Linked DNA regions of Sus scrofa: all the other regions are linked to region 1. A link is a contact called in public Hi-C data. All regions are on one chromosome and are shown on one strand. The core of a region is the stretch at or near the end of the contact, and the rest is flanking DNA. Distances in the headings are between cores, read along the strand shown.

Region 1 (4,401 bases), core at 480-2,979:
GCAATCTCTTTGCTTTCTTCATGCTCTCAAATAAAATTGGGGAGGCGGGGGGGAAGCAGCAGCCCTACTGCAGGGAAAAGAGGCTTGAAAAACAACTTTGATTGGCACTTGGCCTGACCCACAGAGGAAGAAAAACAGTTTTTGGACAAAGAGAGCAAATATTTGAGCTTGCTTACTTACATGCTTTCTTTCTTTCTTTTTTTAATATATAAAGAACAATCCCAATTGAACTGTATTTAGAGAAACTGACTAAAAACGGTGCGGTATTCATTCTCGGTCTTTCAGTCTCGATGCATTTGCACAGCTCAGCAATTTTAATTCATTTGTACTGGACAAACAGAAGCACCTCAACTAGTGTTTCCACTTAATGAAATGTAAAATCTGAGTCTGGAGAAGAATAAACTGATTGTAATATTACCCAGTGACGGCTGTTAAATTCTGATTAAAAGCTTTTCTCGTCTAAAGCGACATCTTTTCACACACACCCCCCCCTTAACGGAGCGATTAAGCCAAGGAAGCTAAACAATACTGAAGTAAACTTTCTATCAGCCGCTCTGGGAAGAAATAAGCTGATTGTGCGTCTGATTTTTCTGGAGCAACACCAGGGGGCTGGAGGTGGGGGGTGTAAATGCTAAAAAGGGTTAACTCATGTCCAACCAGTCCTCCTCCCCCAACCCCAGCTTGAGGAACTGTAAGGGCGAATAGCATTTCCCGTGGGTATAAAAGTTCAAGCTGCTTTACCAGCTCCTTTCAGGATCGAACTGTAGCCACTAGACGACCGTCAAAAGAACGTAAAAAGAGGGTGTTAGGGGAGAGCGCGCAAGGAAGGCAGAAGCAACCGAATAAACAAGCAAACAAACAAAAAAAAAACAAACCCGCAAGAGTTAGGCATAGCTAGGAGGGAGTCAGGTTCCTCGGGACCAGACCAGGCAGTTCTTATTTCACACCGATCTCCATCAAAAGTACCCAGAGGAGGATCGAACAGGTCCGTCCCTCCCTCCGCCCGAAGAACAGGCCGGGGGTTGCAGGGTAGGGAGGTGAACGGAGGAAAAAAGCACAGGCACCCCCACCCCCCAATCCCAACCCCAGGGGACTAGTGTCTATCCCGACGAAGATCAAAAGCAGCAGCAGGCTAAACCCTCCACTCCCAACCCATGCTCCCTTTTGGGGTCGCGGAGTAGGGAAGGTGCCCCGGGATCCCTTTGAGCCTCGCTCCAAGAGTGCGCCCCGGGGCCGTGCAGCCCAAGCCGCGGCCGGCAGGAAGCGCCCCTCTCCGGCCGGACCCCAGGCCGAGCCCGTACCTTCCGCAGCACTTTCCGGCAGTTGGTACAGAGCAGGTAGTTGGCGGCGGCCGACGGGCTGCTGCTGCCCCGGTTCATCTTGGCTGCAAGCACCGAGGGCGGACGGCGGGCCGGGGCTGGGCTGTCACTGCGGCCGCCCGCGCCGTTCCAGGGCCGGACAGTTCCCTTGCCACCGGCCGCGTTTCAACCTCAGCCTCCTCCGGGCGGGATGTCGGGATGGGAGGCGACGGCCCGAGAGCGAGTGGCTGTCCGAAGCGATCACAGTGGCGGATGCCTAAGCGACGGCGGAGACGGCGGCGGCTGCTCCTCACCGGCCCGTTGTTCCACCCGCCCTCATCCTCCAGACCCCCGCCCCCGCCAGGCTAGGACGAGCAGCCGCCACCGTTGCCGCTGCCGCCGCCGCCGCCACCGCCGCCGCAGCGCTTCAGTGCGGCCCCGCCCCCGCCTCACCACCACCTTCACCACCTCCACGCTCCGGTACCGCCCCCTCCCGCCAATCGGACAGCTCCGGCCACGCCCCCCGGGCGCCAGCCCCCAGCCAATAAGAAACTAGAGCACGGCTGGGAGCTGCTCCGGCCAATCACGTAGGGCGAGGACGCCTCGAATCTCCGGGCAAGTTAAGTTTGTCTCCGAGGCTCTGAACTGAAGGGAGATGGCGGGTTAGTTAGGTAGTGGGGTGGGAGGGAATACAGTTTGTGAGGCTTCTCCAATAGGAGGAAGAGGGTGTGCCATATGCAAATAATCACTGGAAGACCAGCCCCTTTCCTAAGGCAAACCACAGCCCCTGCAGAAATGGTGAGGGAATGAGATGAAGAGCTGGGAGCTAAAGCTCGCTAGTGGTTCTAAGATAGAGCTAAATATTTCCTGATTTCTTGAGAAAGAGGCTGGGGGTGGGGGGAGCTAAAACGTTCATACCGTCAGGGCTGTGGTTAGGCTTTCTCTCGGCCAAAATCTTAGCTTAGCTGTAAGGAAGACTGCAGTCACGTAGCACTTTGCATCCAAGGATCTCAAAGAACTTTATGCATCATTTATCGTGATCCTTGTTTTGCAAAAGACCAGTTACCTGAGGCTTCGGCAGCGGGTGGGGGATAAATGTTTAAGTATATTTACGCCATTAATCGAGTTAGAGGAGGGGAAAGACACAAAACCAGTGAATTAACGGTTTCCTTCTACATCTAAAGACCTTTCCCGCAGTCTCGCAGCAACAGAATTCCTGTATTTGTCCAGCACGAAAAGGCCAAAGAGACAGGTTTGTCTTCACCTGATAGATAGTCCTTCAGGGGCAGCTGGTTAGACAAACGCAGAGCACAGAACCCTGCCTGGGAACGAAGGTTCAGAGAACAAATTGCCATTTAAAACTGTTGGGCTGGACCGGCCTCTCCCAAAGCTAAAAATGGATTCAGGATTTTGGCGTTCACGCTCAAGGGAGAGAAGGCAGATGCAATTGGGGAAAGCTCAGGCTGGCAGGGTGTGGGGGACAGGCGAGTAGGGAGCTAGGTCTCCCGAGGGGGTAGCGACTCGCATGCCGATCGAAAGCGGGTTCCCTAAGCCAGACACCCCGAAACCTGCTCCCCAGTGAGAACAAAGGCAGGCGCCGAGAGAGAACCTGATTGGTGCCCGGTCCTCACCGGTGTCCTCCCGTCCCCGGAGATAACTTGCTTTGCGCACTGGCGCGGAGCTCCGTGCTCACTGGAGCCCCAGCTCCCCACCCGGCCTTGGCTGGGACCACAGAGGACTGTGCGTTCTGACATCACCTGTTTTCGTTCTTTAGAACTCGATCAGTATTCTCGGCTTCTCCTTTTTTAAAGGTCTCCAGTGTGCGAGGATTTGTGAAGGCCTGCAGTTGGCAGAAGGAATCTGTGAAGATGATTTAAAAGAATGGCTTCTTTTCTTCCTCTCCTTTTCAATTTAAAAAAACGACCCCGGTTTTCTTAGGGATTCAGTGTGGTGTTGTGATGCAAAATCAGAAAGGTACACTTGGAGGAGCTAGCAAGTTTAGCATATCAAAGCTATTAGAGCAAATTGTGTGGTTAAAACTGCCAATCTCCTCATTTTTTCGACAGCTGCCTCCTCTCTGTTCCTTTTAGAGACCAACAGGCATAAACCTAGTCTACACAAGGAACAAAGGAAATGGAAATCTGCCAGTGTCAGGTTTAAACAGATTAAAATAGCCTGGAAAACCCCCAAAGGGTCTAAGTTATGTGGTTGGGTAAATGTGTTGATGCATTTAACTAGTGATAGCTAAAGTTCTCTTGGTGCTGGGTGGCTTTATAGAGCCCAGAATAGCAATGGTGTGGGGAAGGTGCATAATATTCAGTTCGAAGAAACTAAACGCAAGAACATTCAGCAGAGGGAGAAATGACTACCTACCCTTCAAGGCAGAGAACCAAGAAATCCAGGGAGAAAGTTAGAGAGGCACAGTTGTCCTAAGAACTGAAACACATATGTGTCCCCATTTACTGGTACATTTCTTGGGTTATATTCCTGGCTTGGAAAGCAGATTTGATGAGAATACATTTTGAAGGAAAGGAGAAGTCGAAGGATGCGGTAAATTTTTGTGCAGAGATGGAATATTCTCCAACAGTAGTTGAACTTCAAGTTGTTTTCTATCCTATAGTTTTTTTCACCTTTCCTTTTATTTAACAGCTAAAATCTTTTCACCATGAAGTCCTTTAAGTTTTTCACCAAATGATGGTCCTCTCCCCCACATCCTCCAAACTTTTATAACATTGTCTATACTGTCATTTATTTGGCAGTTAGCCATGTACTGAGCTGTAACATTTCTACCACTGAACCCTGACATATGTGTCCATGTCCCACCCCTGAAATCATCAATCCAGCAACTCTTTTTTTTTTTTTTTTTTTTTTTTTAAGGGCTGCAGCTGCCGCATATGGAAGTTCCCAGGCTAGGGGTTGAATCAGAGCTGCAGGAGCCTGCCTACGCCACAGCCACACCAGATCTGAGCTGCTTCTGTGACCTGCACCACAGCTCATGGCAATGCTGGATACTTAACCCACTGAGCGAGGCCAGGGTTCGAACCCGAATCCTCATAGATACTAGTTGGATGTTTCTGCTGCACCATGACTGGAACTCCCAAGT
Region 2 (4,401 bases), core at 1,255-3,754, 410 kb after region 1:
TGGAACTAGAGACTCTCCTACTGAGTGAAGTAAGTTAGAAAGAGAAAGACAAATACCATATGTTATCACTTATATCTGGAATCTAATATATAGCACAAATGAACCTTTCCACAGAAAACAAAATCATGGACCTGGAGAATAGACTTGTAGTTGGCAAGGGGGAGGGAGTGGGATGTCTTGGGAGCTTAGGGTTAATAGATTCAGACTATTGCCTTTGGAATAGATTAGCTATGAGATCCTGCTGTGTAGCACTGGGAACTATGTCTAGTCACTTATGTTGGAGCATGATAATGTGAGAAAAAAAGAATGTATACATGTATGTGTAACTGGGTCACCATGCTGTACAGTAGAAAAAGAAAGTGTATTAGGAAAATAAAAAAATAAAAATAGAGTAAAATCCAGCTTTCCCACAAAAAAAAAAAAAGATTCAATGAATATGAGACTGAAACTGAGCAATCAAGTACCCAAAAGAATAAAGCCAAGAGTTCCCACTGTGGCACAGCAGGTTAAAGATTAAGCATTGCCTTTGCAGTAGCTCAGGTAGCTGCTGAAGCATGAGTTCGATCACTGGCCCAGTGCAGTGGACTAACAGTCTGGAATTGCCACAGCTGTGGCAAAGGTCACAGCTGCAGCTCAGATTCGATCTCTGGCCCAGGAACTTCTATATGCCATGGGTACAGAAAAAAAGAAAAGAAAAGAAAAAGCCAAGAGAAAAATCAAGGAAATTCTGAAAGCATTTGAATTCTAGCTCAAGACACCTCAAAGTGAGCTTGGCAATGGCCGCCACACAATTTGGTTATGAGAACTGTTATATTCCAATTTTCTGCTGAAGACCATTCACTTACTATTGGAGTTATTGTCACTTGCAAATAAAAGTATTTATTAACACAGGGATTCTTGTATTGTAAATGTGAAAAGAAAGAGGAGAACGGGCTAGTAAGTTCTATCAGTGATAAATAACCAGATCAGATTCTAAAGTTAACATTTTCACACCTACTTCTGTAACAAAGACAAATGACAAAAAGGCAGCTCTTCTGTGGCTAAAAGATATGTGGGCCAAAGATGGGCTAGATATCTTCATTTCGGTACTATGTTTGCAATTACTCTTACATTTCTCTAATTACCATGATCAAGATGGAGTTTTTCCAAAGAAATGTTACAGTGACAAATGTATATCCCCTTAACGTTCAATTCCTACCTTACTTGTATTTTAAAAAATCTCTATTAAGGAGTTCCCCTTGTGGCGCAGCAGAAACGAATCCGACTAGGAACCATGAGGTTTTGGGTTTGATCCCTGGCCCGCTCAGTGGGTTAAGGATCTGGCATGGCCATGAGTTGTGGTGTAGGCCACAGACACAGCTCGGATCTAGTGTTGCTGTGGCTGTGGCATAGGCCGACGGCTATAGCTCCATTAGATCCCTGGCCTGGGAGCCTCCATGTGCCGCAGGTGCAGCCCTAAAAAAAAAAAAGGTAAAAAAGACAAAATAAATAATAAAAAATCTATATTAAACATCCAGAGTAAAAGGTTTCCTTGCCATCTCCCAAAAATGCACTCTCTCCTCTTACCATATCCCTTAGCTTTATTCTTTAATAACTATACCATTGACAGTATGAGAAAAAGAATATGTATATGTGTATATATACATGTATACACACACACACACACACACACACACACACACACACATGACTGGGTCACTATGCTGTACAGCAGAAATTGGCACAACACTGTAAATCAACATTTTAATTTTTGAAAAAGACAAAGCCAATTAATAAGGGTTTAGTCAGTAAAATAATAATAATAATTAGATCATTGGTCTCAAACCACACAAGGCATAAGATAAAATCAGAAAAACAATTCTTAGGCATTTCCATGGAAAGGAACAAAGGGAAGAAATGGCGTTATTACCTTCCCCTCTTTTGTGTTTTTGTACAAGTCATTCAGCTGTGCTCAAATCCCTTTTACCTGGGCAGCCTTCCTATTGGATGAGGTCATTTAAACTCACAGCTCTTACACCACTGAATATTGGTGCTGGTTCTCATAGAACAATCTCTCGTTAGACAGTGAGGTGATGGCAGCCAAAGTTACTTGCTCCAGATTATATAACTATTATCAGCAAGCTAGGACTAGAATCCAGGCCTCCTAATTCCTCTGTGTTTGATTTTACTGCACATCTCTACCTCCACCCTGTGTCAGGAAGAAGTAAGAAGGTCAGGAAACTTCTTCTCGGCGGAGTTCTGGTAAAAAGTGAGGAGAATTCTAAACTGGAAATATTTTTCATGTCATTATTCTTCAAGAGTTTCTGGCAAGGGGCAAGAGGTGACAGGATTTTTTGCAGTTTCATGCGTTTTCCACTGATACTTTCTGTTGGCAGAACCCTACAGCTAAACACCATGGGCCAGGCCATAAAGAAGCCTTAGGAAACATGCTTTGCCTCCTTCTCTTTTCTGCACTGCAGAAGGCAAGACCTTGCCAAGAGGACGTGGCCTGTGCAATTGCTGCCAGAGAGGCACATGTGGCCTCAGCGTCCCACATGAGTAAAGCACAGACAAAGCCCAGGACTCAGATAAGTGTTTGAATCTCAGCGGTGAGTGTTGGGCATTCTACCTGGGACAAGTCATCAGACTCCATGGGGTTCAATTTTCCCACCTGTGAAAGAGAATAATAACACAGATCAAACTTTCTGAAAATAAGATGCGATACTCTAAATATTTATCCTGCACGGTGCATAGAACACAGTAGATGCTCAGTAAGCGGTCATTTATTTCACTTTCACTTCCCTTTGTTTCAGCCCCTGCCTTCTTGGCCAGCCTGAGGGACGAGCATACCTGAGCCCTGAGTATGTGATATGAAGGACTCACAAGGCAGAGCCTGGGAGGGGCACCGCCCCCTACTCTAAAGGCCTGCATTGTTTGAACCGCAAGACAGCACCCCCTCCCCAGCATGGTCTGCATCCTGAGAGAGCTGCTTCCTGTTCTTCCGTTGCCATGGGGACCCATCACCTAAAATGACTAAGCCCACCTTTTCTCTGCCCAGGCTCGCTCAGCTCAGAGTCCCATTGGACTTGTGAACAGTCTTTCATTCCACTGGTGCTAGAAAGAAATTGCTTTTGTCAGATAAATGAAAATCTGCTAACACCGGGATTGGTAGCATTCCCTTAACTGCATTGCACAGTGTAGTATTTAACTCTAGATGTTATATTCTTCTGCATCTCAATGTCAGGATTTTTGTCACTGCCTCAAATCAGATCAATAACTTCTCAGAAAAAGACATGCCTTACATTTCCGTATTCTCATATTGTGTTTAGTACAGCGCATTCAAAAATCAATTTTTGAAGTTCCCTTGTAGTGCAGCGGGTTGAGGATCTGGTGTTGTCACTGCAGCAGCTGCTCAGGTCACTGCTGTGGCGTAGGTTCGATCCCTGGCCTAGGAACTTCCACATGCCACAGGCGCAACTAAAAAAAAAAAAAAAAAAAAAAAAAAGTTTTTTATTTCATTGAGAGCCAATTTGGATAGTGATCAAATTTAGCTCAAATTGAAATAATTCATCATATAGTGGCAAAGATCAGAAGATGAAGGTACAAAGGTGGGCTTGGCCTAAATAGTTGGGATTGGATGGCCTTTTAACTTGTGATGCTGATAATGTTAAGGAGTTAAATGAGAAGAAACAGGAGCCTATCTTCATTCCTGGAAACCCGTATCTTTCCTCCAGGGAACTCTGTAGTGCTTCCCCTCTACAGCCCTGATTTGGCATAAGCCGTCTGGTTGGACTAGTTATCACTTTATGCATCAGCCATAAGCTGTTAGAGATCAAGAACCATATCCTTTTGACTTTATACCCTGCATGTCTAGGACAGTGCTGGCTACATTGTAAGTGCACAGTCAATGTGGTAGTTGGTGGTCATTGGCATATTGTATCCTCGAAGTGAAGTTGTGGTGACATTGAGATGCCCACCAGAACTTGGAAATGAGGCTTCTCTCTGAAGGTTAAGCCAGTAAGTCAGGTTTTAATGGTGATAGTCTGCTATCTCCAGAAAATTCTTTATAATATATTATGTTCTGCAAGCAAAAGATCAGGGACAGGAAAACAAATGCTTGCATTCATGGGAAAAAAAGAAAAAAGACAAACCTTTTTCCTCCTCTCCAACCTAATCAAGGCTATGATTTTAATTTATTTTTAGAAGGAAATGTATAGACCCAAAGAAGATGGTGCAGGTGGAGCCTAGAAAGAGGAGGGCCAGAGAACAGGAATTTGTCGATGTTAGGATAACATTGCTCTGAGTGGAGGAACTGAATAGTCACTAGAATGTTCTTTGATATATCCAGTTCAAGGAGCTGCCCCAATATCTGGACTATGATATTTCCATTTTTCTCACTGAGCTGTCAGCTCCATGCAGGAA
Region 3 (4,401 bases), core at 667-3,166, 300 kb after region 1:
TTGAACCACTGATTAAATTTCATTGCACAATTCTGAGAAGTGAACATGCCCTGAGAAAAGGAATTAAAGAGAAAGGGTAGATAAAATACTCAAGAGATGTGTCAAGAGATGTGTCATCAGGACAGAGTTGGCCAATTTTTACCACTTGGCTTTATTCTTTCCAGTGGTCTTTCCAATCTGACTTTCAGAAATCCACTCACCATGCACAGCTTCAAACTTTCCAATGAATGATCAGTGAATCTCTTCTCCAGATCAGGCAAATGAGTACTTATTGAGCATTTAAAATAAGCCCCTACCCACCAGTCCACAACACTCCCCACCACATGTTATCTGCTACCCTTATTATTCCTTTTCAAAACCCACATCATTACCTTAAATACGAAATTGTTATATTTCACTTTGTTATATTATTTGCTTATTTATCATCTGTCTGTCTGTCAAGATAGTAAATTCCAAGAGGGATAACTTTATCAATCTTGTTCGTCCCTGCATTACTAGCACCTAAATAGTCCCTGAAATTGTAGGTACACAATATGTATTTGTTATATGATTAAATCAATTATGTTATAGACTTCTGTAAGAAGTACTGAAAAAGTTCATGTATAACATGATTTAGTGTTTACTATTTCCCAGGCCTGTTCCAAGCATGTCCTATTCAATCATTCATTCATTCCTTTAATATTCATTATATTTATATAAGGTAGATACTCTTATCCTCATTTCATAGATAAAGAAAGTGAGGCCCAGAAGGTTATGTAACTAGCTCAATGCCATGCCCAGGAAGTGGTGGAGCCACAACGGAGCCCAGGTTGTCTGGCTCCAGGGTTCCCTTAAACACCACACTAAAATAAGACAAGACATTGGCACTTTATTTGGGGAGGTCTGCCCGCATGAAAAGTAATGAAGTTCATAGTAAATAACAAATGAAGGATCATCAAGTTTTCTAAGGGTTGAGAGGAGAGAAGGCTCAGGGGACTCAGGTGGTCAAGGAAGGTCTCACAAAGAATCTGATATTTGGACTGGGTTTTGAATAATGGTTTGTCTAGTGATGGAGATCTCCCATCACTGAAGTCCCAGTGATTACAGTTTAAAAAAAAAAAAAGTTCCTGTTGTAGTTCAGCAGGTTAAGAACCTGACTAGTATCCATGAGGATGCGGGTTCAATCCCTGGCCTCACTCAGTGGCTTAAGGATCTGGCATTGCTGCAAGCTGCTGTGGCTGTGGGGTAGGCTGGCAGCTGCAGCTTCGATTCGACCCTAGCCTGGAAACTTCCATGTGCCACAGGTGTGGACCTAAAAAGAAAAAAAAATCTTGTTCCATTAAAGATGTAAAGGACAATGATCACATGACACACAGACATCGCTTTGTAGGTTTTGTTTGCCTTGGTTTCAAAACACTTGATAATACTTACAAGGATTCGGGGAAAAGAGGAAACAAACACTAAGGGCCTGAAGATGTCAGTGTCCTGAGATGATCTGGAGGAGGCAGCCCTGCTTTGGGGACATTCAGGTGTGATCACTGAATCTAAGTGGTCCAGGAGTCAGGAATTCTGCCTGTGGGAAGCGAGACAATTAAGATACACTGACCCTCCCCTCCCCTATTCTGTCTTCCATCACTGCACTGAAAACTGACCTATTCTTACCCGAAAGTTTAGAAAGCCAGAGCTTTGTTAAGAATGACTCATCAGTACTGATTGGTGATTTCCCAAGTGAAGTCAAAATATCAATACATGATTCAACACCAATTGCTGTGGTGATTATCAGGATGCAAAAATTGGCATTGCTACCGATGAGAAGTGAAGTGGCTCATTCTCTTTGGGGTTATGAACTATGGAGTCTTCAGCACTGTAGGGTGTCAGTGAGGTGGAGAATGAGTTAGAAAACAACATGCAAAACATAGCTCCCATTTTTTTACTTTCCCATCTAAGACTAAACCACAAGATTCCATTAGTGGTGCTTTCAATTCCTTCTATTCATCAGGGTAGCAGGATTCATGATTCAATGAACTAAGAATTAGAATCCTTTCTCTTGAAAATTGGTTTTTGAAAGTGCCTGGTGGGTATGACTAAGAGGTTTTGTGCATTGGGGTTTCAGTCGATGTTTGTGTTTTTTCTTATTATGACTTAAAGGAAAAAACCAAAATCTAAAATTAGCACTTGTTTTTTTCAACTTGGAACTTTATAAACACACCAGCAATGGTGTGTGTGTGTGTGTTTTGCAATAAGCAATATTACTATTTTTTGACATTTTAATTGCTGTTCCTTGACATATTTAGTGAGGTTTTAAAGGTTTCTTTAGAGAGAGGGGGAAAAAATGAAAGAAAAAAATGGCTGGCTTCCAAATCACCATATGTTTCCAATTGCAAATTCAAAAGCAGAAGACAGGTCTGAACTCAAGCTGTACAGACTTTTGTGGGAGTTACAGAGCTGGGGAGATAGATCCTCTTTTTAAATTTACTTTTTAGAATTTCAGTGTTATCCAATAACAAATGATTGAGAGGGAGATAAAGCATTCAGCAAATATTCATTGAGAATCATCTGTGTTTTAAGACGTTGGGTAGGGGAGGATACAAAGAGGTTTAGATGGGGACACAAGTTTACAGCAAAAGCAAAAATCCAATACAAGATTATAGTGTATTCAATCAGAAATTCTCCAGAAGATCAAAGAGTAAGGAGCTGACCTGCAAAAGAAGGATGCATAGGAGAGGTAAGACTCAAGGTTGGTCTTGAAGATGGACCATAGGATATTCTAGGTGAAAGGAACTATAGAACTAAAGCCACAACAATGGCGCTATGCAAAGCACATTCAAGTGTGATCACTGAATCTATGTGGCTGCAACCGAGTTCATATGGCGATGGAGAAGGGAGAATAGAGAGAAGATTGGAAAAAGTAAGTGGAAGTTAGATTATGGTGAACTTGAAGGACAGGCTTGATACATTGCCATTATCATTGTTGTTGAAATTTCATTGAATGCAAACAATTCTTTGAGTTAGGTATTAATTATTAGTCCCTTTTTATAGGTGAAGAAACTGAAGCTCATAGAGGCTAAGTAACTGTCCAAATTCAGGTAGCGAACATTTGCTGAAAACAGACTTGAACTGAGGTCTGTATGATTCCAAATTCTCTTTACCTCTTTAGCTACAATGACTGGGCAGACTTGAGTGATAACAAGCATTGGCCAGTGGGTGGGATATTCTAGCAGGAACAGTGATATATTATGGCAAGACAAAGAAATTAGAATGTGTAAATTAAACGGCAACTGCTTAGACCAAGGTGGCCACATGGCATGGTGGAAACTAACAGGACTCCTTGAGCTGTTGAGTCTTCAAGAGAGACCTCGTCATTAAAGGCTATACCACCTAGCCTCAGAGTTAGACAGTTCTCTTTCAATATGAAAGAGGCACATTCATTTATTAAGAAGCCCACGTAGGGTGGGGAGCCAGAGTAGCTAAGGGTCTTTGGATCCATGGCAGTCCAACATTTCCTATTTGAGCAACTGGCCCCCTTGGAACATTTGAAAATTGCCAAGACTCCGGTCCTTGAGTCAAATCCAGTTAATAAATGCCCCAAGACTCTGTGAGTCGCTGAAGTGACAGGGGCTAGGGCCTCAGAAGCCCCTTTGTTTGCAAGCAATATATATCTCATTGTCAAAAGGGCTTATTGTTCCATGTTACTATACAAAAGCAAAAAAACACAAGGGGCTGAGTTGACTTCAAGTGTAATGTAGCTAGATCCAGGTGCTCAGAAAATGTATGTTGTCTTTCACCATCCCTTAGTTCTGTTATCCCCAGCAATGGTTTCATTCTTAGGTCATTGCTCCAAGTGGTGGCAAAAATCACTAACAGTTCTCTTACCCCAGGGATAGTGTCACAAGAGAGTGCATTTTCTCCAAAAATGCAGCAAAACTCCTGGCACTAGGTCATAATGATCCAACTTGAGTCACATGCTCATTCCTAAACCAATTACAGCAGCCAGAAAATTGTCGTGTTCTGATTGGCTGGTTCTGGCTCACGTGCCTCCCCCGCACAGTTAGGAGAGAGGCCTGGCTGCACTCAAAACATGTGGAAGACTGGGAAATGGGAGTTCCAGTTTTGCCTTGGTGGAAGTGAATGCACTAGTATCCACGAGGATGTGAGTTTGATCTCTGGCCTCAATCAGTGGGTTAAGGATCCAGCGTTGCCATGAGCTGCGGTATAGGTTGCAGACACAGGTCGGATCCGGTGTTGCTGTGGCTGTGGTGTAGGCTGGCAGCTGTAGCTCCAATTCAACCCCTGGCCTGGGAACTTATATGCCACACCTGTGGCCCAGAAAAAAAGAAAGAAAGAAAAAAAAAAAAAAAGACTGAGAAATAGATGATTCTCCAGTGGAAATGGGGCTGTTATCGCTAAAAAAAGAACAATGGT

The links. A called contact is a pair of places that touch in the nucleus more often than the background predicts.
Region 2: a Hi-C map of subcutaneous adipose tissue shows a contact between it and region 1, with 1.5 times the contacts expected there. The contact joins the enhancer-like site here to the promoter of SESN3 in region 1. A contact is called at or near these places in 2 of 5 promoter capture datasets (fetal skeletal muscle and liver), 2 of 47 Hi-C or Micro-C datasets (embryonic fibroblasts and subcutaneous adipose tissue) and 1 of 2 datasets of contacts at active chromatin or transcription factors (skeletal muscle).
Region 3: a Hi-C map of embryonic fibroblasts shows a contact between it and region 1, with 1.7 times the contacts expected there. The contact joins the enhancer-like site here to the promoter of SESN3 in region 1. A contact is called at or near these places in 2 of 5 promoter capture datasets (fetal skeletal muscle and liver) and 1 of 47 Hi-C or Micro-C datasets (embryonic fibroblasts).

The regions. Positions count from the first base shown.
Region 1 is chr9:27,277,476-27,281,876 of Sscrofa11.1, forward strand. It overlaps SESN3 (sestrin-3), which reads right to left and starts at 1,730. Exons shown (of 10, transcript XM_003129758.5): 1 at 1,302-1,730. The coding sequence starts at 1,379.
Region 2 is chr9:27,690,402-27,694,802 of Sscrofa11.1, forward strand. No RefSeq gene overlaps it. Among named protein-coding and RNA genes, the nearest start is that of CEP57, 120 kb to the right of the region's middle. Within about 2 kb of position 2,505, at least 4 of the 83 cell types and tissues checked have an H3K27ac peak or open chromatin away from gene starts, as enhancers often do. A contact at or near this core is called in subcutaneous adipose tissue, where this site is marked.
Region 3 is chr9:27,573,670-27,578,070 of Sscrofa11.1, forward strand. No RefSeq gene overlaps it. Among named protein-coding and RNA genes, the nearest start is that of CEP57, 240 kb to the right of the region's middle. Within about 2 kb of position 1,917, at least 5 of the 83 cell types and tissues checked have an H3K27ac peak or open chromatin away from gene starts, as enhancers often do. A contact at or near this core is called in embryonic fibroblasts, where this site is marked.